Linked DNA regions of Mus musculus: all the other regions are linked to region 1. The links are chromatin contacts, called in public Hi-C maps. All regions are on one chromosome and are shown on one strand. The core of a region is the stretch at or near the end of the contact, and the rest is flanking DNA. Distances in the headings are between cores, read along the strand shown. Region 1 has its middle 270 kb from the start of Lsamp. Region 2 overlaps Lsamp (limbic system-associated membrane protein). Region 3 overlaps Lsamp (limbic system-associated membrane protein).

Region 1 (3,451 bases), core at 294-2,793:
AGAAATAGCTTATGTAAGATTATGGCAAATATTTTCTAATTGGATTTAAAGTTTGCTACAAAAGAGAGAAGTTATACCTTGCACCATTATCAGGGCCAAGAACCTGTGCCTAGATGGGCTATAGGTCCAAGAGAGAACATTATAGGCATAGTATTAATCTCACTCCTAGTGACATCACTATCGGGACATAGGTTATTGCATCTCCTCACCATCATCCATGTAGATTCATTTTTCCAATTTTCTTTTATTGAAAATAGCCTTTTTTTCTTATCCAATATATTCTGATTATGGTTTTCCCTTTATCTACTTCTCCTAAATCCCTCCTATATCCCCCCTCCCATTGAATCCACACCCTTTATTTCTTTCCTTGGAAAACAAACAAGTGTCTAAACAGTCTATTTTACAGTAGATACTGAGTAGCACAGAAATACATCTCTGGTCAACATGGAGGTCAGCATAATAAAGGGTGTCACTAGTTCATGCTTCTTCCAGGGCTTAGGCACCACCTTGGCAGAAGAACAGAAAGACTGCAAGGGCTAGGTAAAAGGCTTACATAAGCACAGTGCAGACCAACTTCCATAATAAAGAGAAGAGGTAAGCATAAAGTCCTACTCCTAATTGACTACAATGAGATGACAGCTATGGGAAAGGGAAGATCAGATTTTCTTAAGGTGTGAACCCTGATGGGTTGCTCATGCTCCAGGGGGTCATTCATACCCAAGAGTATTTGGGCAGCACAGTACTCCATTGGGGTGAAATAATGATAGGAAGTTGGATAGGTAAAGACACAAGGACTGATCTTGAAGGAATTGGGGGTGAATGTGAGAGAGATACATTCTATGAAATTCTTTAGAATACAATAAATATATCACTTGAATGGAGAACCAATAAAAATGAACCTATAGATAAAGAGAAACTAAAAATATGCTGTCGAGAGTAGTGAGCACACGTCCCTATCTAATTATCAGAGAACTTGTTTGATGTTACCTAAAAATTAAAAATTGCTTCGATGCGACCTTCAGATATTTCTTTGATATGTCAAATTTTTGCAGAATGAAGATGTAACTATGGAAGCACGCATGCGGGCTAGTTCCTTTCATCCCCTACTCTGATCTCCCTGCCCCCACCCCATCTTCAGAAGTCTGATGATATAAGAAAAGGGGAGGAGGAACCCGAGTGATGGTTAGCGGGTTCCATTTGTTACTGTATTAGTGGGGCCGGGAGGTGCGGCAGCACTGTCTGTGGAATAAAACACTCCAATAATATCCAGGACAACAATGGCCGTGCCTGGCCTTTGAAAATAACAGAGAATCAGATGCTCCACAGGGCTGTAATACAGTGAATCAGAGGAAATATCTAATACTCCACGGGACAGTAATGCAGTGGATCAAAGGTGATATCTAATACTCCACAGGATTGTAATACCTATAATTTAAGTGACGGGCAACTAATTCCATGCATCCCTCCTTGCATGTAAGCAGAGAAAGCAACACAAGAGCAGTTATTTCTCTATGCACCACACTTCTCAGATTTTCAAACCTCCCTTCAAAGGCATCTTCAATCATGAGATGGAGGCTCCCTCTACTGGTCGAATGTTTTCTTGCAGCAGGTGTGAGTTCTAACCCAATTTGGGTTGCCAATGCCTTGTGACTAATGTTTGACTATGGCTAATGAAATAAGTGCAAGGGATAATATCTGATTAATATACAGTCACACATTCAGCGTGTCACACACATATGCATACAGTCAAGCTGACGCTGTGTCATAGGCAAAACCCACATAAACAACCAAGCACACACAGCCATTCACATCCTGCTATTCACACACTTGCAGGGATCTGCTAAGAATGACAGGGGCTTTGGCTCAGCAGTTTACAGTTTTTGCTGTTCTTTCTGAGGTCCCAGGTTTGACTCCTAGGATTTAAATGGAAGTTCACAACTATCTGTAATTCCAGTCCCAGGGAATCTGACATCCTCTCTTGTCCCCTGCAAGTTACAGCGTGCACATGATACATAAACATACATCCAGGCACAACATCTGTATACATTAAAAAATAAGAGCTGTGACATCTATCATCTATTTTTTATGTGCCTACTGCTGATGTGAAGGAGCTTTTGCATCAGGTAAAATAAAAGTTCAGGCTATATTTTCATGTCGCCCCGACTCACATTTACAACATACTTCTCCAGTTACTGAAGTAAAAGAATGATTTTCCAATGTGTACTACTTTAAAGTTAACTTCTCAGAATTTTTGGATTCTTGATTTTAGATGGAACGAGAAGATTTTCTAGACTCGTCGAAATGAACATACAAAATATCTGTGAATGACACATAATTATTTCTGGCACAATAGAAATTCTCTAGGTAGTGAATAAATGATCAATTTTGTCTTTGTCTCTGACCTTCTTTAGTGAACAGGTCACCATTGACATTCAGCTAGAAATGTGAGACGTTCAATATTTAAAGCAGGAAAACTTGAATATCTTAATTAAAGCATCCTCCCCAAATTAATAAGTATGTGTACAGCATGTTTTGTAACCAAGCACTGGATTGCAAGATAGGCTAAACACTGACTATGAAGACATTGTTGGTTGAACTTTTCCACCCCTGCAGGACATCTGGAGAACAGCAAGTGCTCCTCTTCCTCTGTCCCTATGCTTTGGCACTCCTATTTCTAATGATTGCTGTCTTAGTCAGGGTTTCTATTCCTGCACAAACATCATGACCAAGAAGCAAGTTGGGGAGGAAAGGGTTTATCCGGCTTACACTTCCATACTGCTGTTCATCACCAAGGAAGTCAGGACTGGAACTCAAGCAGGTCAGGAAGCAGGAGCTGATGCAGAGGACATGGAGGGATGTTCTTTACTGGCTTGCCTCACCTGGCTTGCTCAGCCTGCTCTCTTATAGAACTCAAGACTACCAGCCCAGAGATGGTCCCACCCACAAGGGGCCTTTCCCCCTTGATCACTAATTGAGAAAATGCCTTAGAGTTGGATCTCATGGAGGCATTTCCTCAACTGAAGCTCCTTTCTCTGTGATAACCCCAGCTGTGTCAAGTTGACACAAAACTAGCCAGTACAATTGCCCAGTAAGCACAGGCTCGATTACCGTTCATGCCTCATTCATCACTCATTCATTTCTGAGAAGATGCATCTGCTTTGGTCTGGACAGCTGTGACCAAGCCCATGCTCCTTTCCCCAGCTTTTCTCCCTATAGTCCTGTGAATGCACTTTGGTGGCACTTCTTTGTTATTAGTTGTATTTTTACAGTGTTGAGAACTCCTCCACAAGAGAGATGAAGCAAATATTGTGTTATGCAATTGTCGTGTCAATGTTTCTATTTTATCTTCTTCTCAAAATCTAGTCTCTCGTACAATACATTCTAAATAAAGCTTTCCCTCCCTCCCTCCACTCCTCAAAGTCCCCCTTACTAACCCCTTCTCCCAGATCCA
Region 2 (3,451 bases), core at 285-2,784, 890 kb before region 1:
GGGTGTCCTTGCCTTCCTTCCTTACACTTCATTTCAGCGTTCTAATATTGTTTTCATTGCCTCATGCTGAACCCATGCTCCTTAGCACTAGGGCATCTTCCAGAGACAAAGGTTGCATCTAAGTCAATAAAGGGAGAAACCACCATTGCCCAGGCTCACAGATGCCCCTCAAAATGGCCTCAGGCAAACAAAGTGAGAAAATTCCCTCAGAAATTTAGAACTGACTCTTCCTTCATTTTGCACCTCACTGGATTTTCTGCAGTGAGATAGCTGAGGTATTTATGCAAATATATGCAATAAGGACTGATTTCAGAATGAATAAATCTAAATTAAAATTAATGGGAAAATCCACTATCAGAAACAAATCAAAGAAGGAACACCACATATTTTCTCTCTATATATTTTATATATAGAGAGAAAATACAATATATATGTATTTTCTATTACAATATATATTGTATTTTATATATACATATACATATGCATTTGCATACATACATACATACATATAATGTATTTTTAAAGATTAGGGAGCAAGGAAGCACTCTGCTTTTCATGTTTGCCACAGAGGTAAGGGCAGTGGAAAATTTCTAATTGACTACAGGCAATGTGTATTACTCCTTGGTTTCATTTCAGTATTGAAATACCACTGCAGATATAGAGGTGCATTCCCAGATGGCCTGAGGGTCACAGTGGTTGAGGATATGGGAGGATGAGAGGGGTGACTCTCTAATGTGAGGCGCTAAGGAAGAGAAGCAACTGGGGTGAAGAGTGTCTGGGCTAGGCTATGGGTAGAAGGGGAAGTCCTTCTTTCTACTGAACGAGGGCAGAAAAGGGGCTTTGAGGTCTTCTTTCACCTTTTAAATCACCTTGAGGAAATCAGGTTCTGAAATCCTTGAGGGCGTTTGCCTCAAACAACAAACACAAGACACAGTTAACACTTTGGTGATGAAAGTTAATATTCCAAAGAGATGATGACATGATACAATATTTAGTTAAATAAGGGAGTCATGCATAACAATGGTTGCCACAGTAAGACACGTATCATGGGTATTTGAATCTTGAGTTCTCACTCTAAAGGCTTAGTGTTCTGTCGTTGTCTTGTCTTTCTATGGGAAAGTACATTTTACATGGGAAGCCCTCCTCACTGAAAAGAGACGGAGAAAGTGATTCGGTCCCTAGGAAGGTGTCATCCTTGTAAAGGACAGGGGACTTAAGAGAACTGACATTTTCCAGTGACCTCTCACACCAGCTCTCCCATGTCACCATGAACAGCTTTTCAATCCCTGCTAGCAGAAGCCCAAAGTATTAGTAGTAAGGTGAACTAGATTCTCTAAAATCTATCTAAAAAAAGCTAACTACAGTCTACATACAGCGCAAAATCAAACAAGGGTCATTCTCCAATCAACAGTTCACTGTGTGGGAAACAAAGTCCCACAGAATTGAATGAGGTCAGCCCCTCAATGAAACTGCTCTTCAACGTTCTGCAGCTGTCCTTTGTGAACAGCGTCTGGTTTCACTTTGTTCAGCCACAATGCGCGATCAGATAAATATTTGAGTTTGTGGCTGCAGAACTGCTGTCACGGAGACTCTCAGCATCATCTTGATACTGTGTGCAAAGCTCATCTTGGACAGGGCACGACCTCTTTGCAAATGTGATTGACTGGGCCAGATGCGATGCCTCTGTGTGTGTGTGTGTGTGTGTGTGTGTGTGTTTCCTTATCAAGATATTTGCAAGATGCCATCATGATAAAATGGTGGTGTTGATTTCTGTAGCAACACTCGAAGTTAAATGTCTTAAAATAATTGTGGCATGTCAGGAATTCAAGATGGAGTGTTTTCCAGGAATGCCACGCTTCATGTCAAGACTGAAAACCAGGCACACTTTAACAGTTTTATTTTTAGTGGTCATGGTAAGGAACAGATTTTATTAATGCTTTAGGGAAGTTATTTTATTTAACAGAGTTTTAAGTTTTATACTAAAATAGTCTAGACTGTGCTCAAGATTTATTAAGTTGTCTTGTCAGCCCTAGAAACCTTCTGTAACTCATTGTAAATATAATTAAAGCAAGTTTGCATATATGTGAATATATACATATGCAAAAATTCCATTATTGGCACTTGGAAGATCTCCATCCAAGTCTGGTCGGGACTTCAGTTTGGACAAGTTAATGAAATATGATCCATCTTCAAATTTATGAAACAGCAGCATTTCTTCCTATGATTCTGAGCACATTTTTCTTATAGTGTGTATAATAATCTTCTTTAATTGGATTTATTTTTTTCCAAACTAGGCCCCGCATGGCCTAGTTTCCATTTTTTCCCCTACGTCTTTGAGTGTTCTTTGCGAATCACTTTTCTGAGATTTAATTTCAATGGTAGGTTGGTTTCATTTCAATTTTTTTGTATTATTTTAATTTTATTTGCCAATTTGCCTTTAAATACCCTTAAGCTAGAAAGTCGTGGCTGTGACTTTGCATCTAAATGTGATGTAGGAGGCAAGAATTTAATTTGGTCTGTAGAAACTTTTATGAGAAGAATACAGAGTGACTGTTTATAAATTGTCATTTGTGTTTTTTAAAATTATGTATGTTTAAGAGGTAAAATACACAAGTTGGCCCATAGTTAAGGAAAAGTAGTGTTTGTGTAATTGTTTTGTGTTTAGTCTTTGGGAAAATACATTTTTGCAAGCAATAGCAATGACTATAAATTCAGAGCCTATAAACCTTTGTCTTTGCAGTGGTCAGTGGGATCATTAATGTACAATTTTCTGGCCTAGAGAGCTAGGGTATATAGGCATCTCTGTTCCAGTATGAAAGCTATTGGTGACCTATAATAAATGCATATTGAAAATACATCATTCCCTGTCTGTATAGCTGACTGGCTTGGAGTTAAGGCAGTGGCACACCTGTTATTCTGCTGTTGTTGAGGCAATGTCTTGCTTTGCAGTGTTTATGGGAAAAAGTAATTTTGAATAAATGTGAATTTTGAGACTATGGTTTCTTCCTTTGTGTGTTTCACACATTATATGTTGGAGAATGACCCAGGAAATGAACTACAGTGATAAAAACCATACTGACCTTGAATGGGGTGGGGGACTGTGGGTAAAACACGCTCTGAAGGGGAAAAATGGTAAACATCACGGAGGGTAAAAATACACACGGAATCTCAAGGTTAACTGCTCAAACAATTACAGAACAGGAATTCCTATGCCTATAGAAACTTATCTCCAGTACAGTGTTTATTTGTTCTTCCTGTTAAAATATCAAAGACAGATATTAGTGAAATTATAAATATAAACCCATTTTTAAATTATTAAAGCAAGAATAGAGAGCCAACACCAGTGGTAGCCCTCCAAATAGTGGTCCTCTCCTCTGCTAGAAAACCCAATTCCAAGGTGGTGTCTTCTTGGGGAGAGGGACTAGGACAGATTATAGAAGTTATGAAACCT
Region 3 (3,451 bases), core at 473-2,972, 740 kb before region 1:
AAGCACTTGTAATATTTGGATTGGGCAGAAGAGCTGGTTCAGTTGTTTATAGCCCACACAGATGTGCACATACATACACATAATTAAAAATAAAACAAATCTTTCAAGTGGATTCAGGTTTGAAACAATGACTTTAATATGAACAAATATAGAAAGCTATACTAGTTGTAGTAATTAACAAAACCATACACACCTCAGCATATTTGCTGGTAAAAGTTTGGAAACAGTAGATATGTAATAGGATAATTGGGAGGATTCAGCATGGCAATGCCAATTGCTCAATTTATTTTGAATTATGTGTTATTGTCTGCTGGAGCCCTCTGCTAAATACCCATAGAGAACAAGGAGAAGAGGGAACATTACTGTGAAGAGGATGGGATGAGTAAATGAATTGAGACAAGCAGAAGGACGTGTTATAGTCTGAATGCAGCATTAGATATTTGGAAGAGGGAGAAGGGAGCTATGTCTGTAAATGTGGGACATCACCAGATGGTGGAGGGTGTTAAATGTTATTTTAAGGAGTTTGGATCTTATTCAATGGATAATAAAAAGCAATTAAACATTTTGGAGTAGTAGAATGACATGATTTAAATTGTACTTTAGGAAGATTAATTTGGCAGCAATCTCTAAGAACAGATTAGGGTTGAGATGGGGTAGGTGGGGTAGATGTGGGAAGTCCTTCCAGGGGAATAATACCACAAGGGAAGGAAGAATGATGTCTTCCATTAGACTGGTAGGGAAGGCAAAAAGAATAATGTGAAGTTCAGGTTTGCCATATGTTTTGTAAGTAAATATGGGAAGATTTGATAGTGAAAGATATTAAGGGATCATAAATAAATAAATAAATAAATCTACTTGTGAACTTTACAACCTTGGCATCTTTTTTTCCTTAGATATTTTCTTTATTTACATTTCAAATGCTATCCTGAAAGTTCCCTATACCCTCCCCTCGCCCTGTTCCCCTAAACCCCCCCCCACTCCCACTTCTTAGCCCTGGAGTTCCCCTATACTGGGGCATATGAAGTATTCCCGAGCCATAAGAAAATTTCCCAGTGGATTTTGGGATCTTTTTTTAGGACATTTTGTGTCTGAGATACAATCATAAGATACATCAAGGAGTGTGGGAAGCCGCCCCCACATTCGCCGTCACAAGATGGGCTGACAGCTGTGTTCTAAGTGGTAAACAAATAATCTGCGCATGTGCCAAGGGTATTTCTCCACCCCATGTACTCTGCCTTCCCCGTGGCAACAACTCGGCCATGGGCTGCAGCCAATCAGGGAGTGATACGTCCTAGGCGAAGGATAACTCTCCTTAAGAGGGAAGGGGTTTCGCTTTCGTTTTTGGGCTTGGGGCTTGGGGCTTGCTTTCTTGCTCCTAAAGATGTAAAATATAGAGCTCTCGCTCTGGCGCTCTGGCGCTCTGGCGCTCTGGCTCCTAAAGATGTAAGCAATGGGGGGTTTGAGGCTTGCACGCTTGCTCCTGAAGATGTAAGCAATAAAGTTTTGCCGCAGAAGATTCTGGTTTGTGGTGTTCTTCCTGGCCGGTCGTGAGAACGCGTGTAAGAAAGGAGCTTTATGGAAAGATACTTTAAATAGAAGTCTGTAACTAGTAGGAGGGGTTGGTGTTAGCATGTTTCTGATTTGTACTGAAGACCAAGGCAGAGGACTAAAGCAGAACTCTGTGACAACCTTGCAGTTTGAAAGCAAAGGATGAGCTGGAATCAGCCAGAGGATGATGCTCTCTCACCACTCAGCTTCAGTGACTCTGTAAGGGTAGGAACATGATGAATGGAAAGAAATTCAAAGATGTGGCAGAGGAAGGATGAGATGGTGTATAGATGATGACTGAGACGAATATTCAAGAATAAACACCTTTGAAGCCACCAAATAATCCTCCTTCTCTCAAAACAGAGATTTCTAAAGTACAAGCCATCCACAGTAAGCTCTGTAGTATTTAACACCTTGACTTCTCAAAAAGCCCCTTCAACAATGTTTGTTTCTTTCTAGCTTTTTTCTCTCTCTCTTCTTTCCTCTTTTCAAGATTACATTTCAAAAGATGGTTGGAGAACACTCCAGTGATCCCATTTATAAAGTAAGTAAAGATGCTAAATCAATGCACTGGAAAGGTATTCTTTTATGAACAAATTAATCCTGTTATTTAAGAAATTGGTAGATTTGATAACAGACCCAATGGGCATTCTTTCTGAATGGTCTTTTAAATGAAATCCCCAAAGACCCAGTTCTGAGAAGTGAAGGATGTGGCTTTAGTTTTTAAATAGGGAGATTGTAGTTATGTCCTTTTCATAACTATGTCCTTCAGGCCAACTCATGGTTCTGTTAAATATTGCTTTCTGAAAGAAAATATAATGGGCATGAATAATACTTTATAATTTATAAGACTCACTAATATATCAAACTACAGTTTGATAATCTCAACAATGACTGAAGATAAACAAGTCCCCATTTTCAGATAAAGAACCTCAAGATCAGAGAGTGTGATTGACTAGCTGTCCTTGACCAACCTCTTCCAAATCATGAATCACTTTTCCCTTTAGGATTATTCTAAACTATTCATTGGCACTTTTCTACAAAATTTGAAACCCAAAAGGTGTCTAAGAAAGACATTTTGTTCCTTTTATAATGGGGAAGAAAAACAAGAAGTAAGTGAACTCTGGTTATCGAGATTGTTAACTGTATACTTACCATGCAAATACTCCATATCTTTTGGAGATAACATCAAGGTATTAAATACTCTACATTTCACAGATCATAAGAAGTGAGTAATGTCTAGAGTAAAAGGGTAGCCCTAAAAGAAAAATGAAAGAAGAAGATAAAGATGACTATGATAAAGAATCAAAGGGATGGGGAAGAGAAGGGTAGGAGAAAGAAGAAGAGAAGGAGAAAAGGAGAAAGGAAGGAAGGAAGGAAGGAAGGACGGAAGGAAGGAAGGAAGGAAGGAAGGGAAGGAGGGAGGGAGGAAGGGAGGGAGGAAGGGAGGGGGAGAGAGGGAGTGAGGATGAGAGGGAGGGAGAGAGAGAGAAGAAAGAGAACTGAGAGAAGCATGAGGTGGAGGGAAAAATGTCAGAGAAAAATTCAAACAAACCTCACCTATGGCCTCCCTTTGATCTTGTTGAAGGCAATTTGGGCTGCTGAGACAATGAATACTTTTACAATGCACGATGTTGGGAGGATAATTCTGATTTTCACAATTAGTAATGGACTGATGATGACCAAATTTACTTGAAATCAAAGTATACATACAGAACAAAACATGAATAGATGAACATTGAAAACCCGAAATGAGATCACTATCTGCTTGCAGAGGTGAAATACTTAAAGCACAGGCAAAGAACACACAGATGGAGAGATGCAGCCTGATAAAGAAGGACTCAGACGGGAGAAAGGGATAAAAGGAAAAGGGAAGCCACTGCTACTGGAGGATCCCCTTCAG

Evidence for each region. Hi-C and Micro-C count contacts between places; a contact is called where the count stands out from the background.
Region 2: a Hi-C map of the N1E-115 cell line shows a contact between it and region 1, with 19 times the contacts expected there. The contact joins two enhancer-like sites. A contact is called at or near these places in 1 of 15 datasets of contacts at CTCF or cohesin (pro-B cells), 55 of 484 Hi-C or Micro-C datasets (the AtT-20 cell line, the Ba/F3 cell line, the G1E-ER4 cell line and 30 more) and 3 of 115 datasets of contacts at active chromatin or transcription factors (astrocytes, embryonic forebrain and fibro-adipogenic progenitors).
Region 3: a Hi-C map of the N1E-115 cell line shows a contact between it and region 1, with 6 times the contacts expected there. The contact joins two enhancer-like sites. A contact is called at or near these places in 3 of 484 Hi-C or Micro-C datasets (the N1E-115 cell line, cerebellar granule neurons and cerebral cortex).

What each region holds. Positions count from the first base shown.
Region 1 is chr16:41,256,638-41,260,088 of GRCm38.p6, reverse strand. It overlaps a transcript of Lsamp not described here. Among named protein-coding and RNA genes, the nearest start is that of Lsamp, 270 kb to the left of the region's middle. Within about 2 kb of position 1,543, at least 6 of the 459 cell types and tissues checked have an H3K27ac peak or open chromatin away from gene starts, as enhancers often do. A contact at or near this core is called in the N1E-115 cell line, where this site is marked.
Region 2 is chr16:42,150,909-42,154,359 of GRCm38.p6, reverse strand. All of the region lies in intron 6 of Lsamp (limbic system-associated membrane protein), which reads right to left. Among named protein-coding and RNA genes, the nearest start is that of Mir6540, 150 kb to the left of the region's middle. Within about 2 kb of position 1,534, at least 31 of the 459 cell types and tissues checked have an H3K27ac peak or open chromatin away from gene starts, as enhancers often do. A contact at or near this core is called in the N1E-115 cell line, where this site is marked.
Region 3 is chr16:42,001,387-42,004,837 of GRCm38.p6, reverse strand. The region is part of intron 3 of Lsamp (limbic system-associated membrane protein); the gene reads right to left. Gm52229 (splicing regulatory glutamine/lysine-rich protein 1-like) reads right to left here. Exons shown (of 1, transcript XM_030249356.1): 1 at 1-3,451. Among named protein-coding and RNA genes, the nearest start is that of Gm52229, 39 kb to the right of the region's middle. Within about 2 kb of position 1,722, at least 11 of the 459 cell types and tissues checked have an H3K27ac peak or open chromatin away from gene starts, as enhancers often do. A contact at or near this core is called in the N1E-115 cell line, where this site is marked.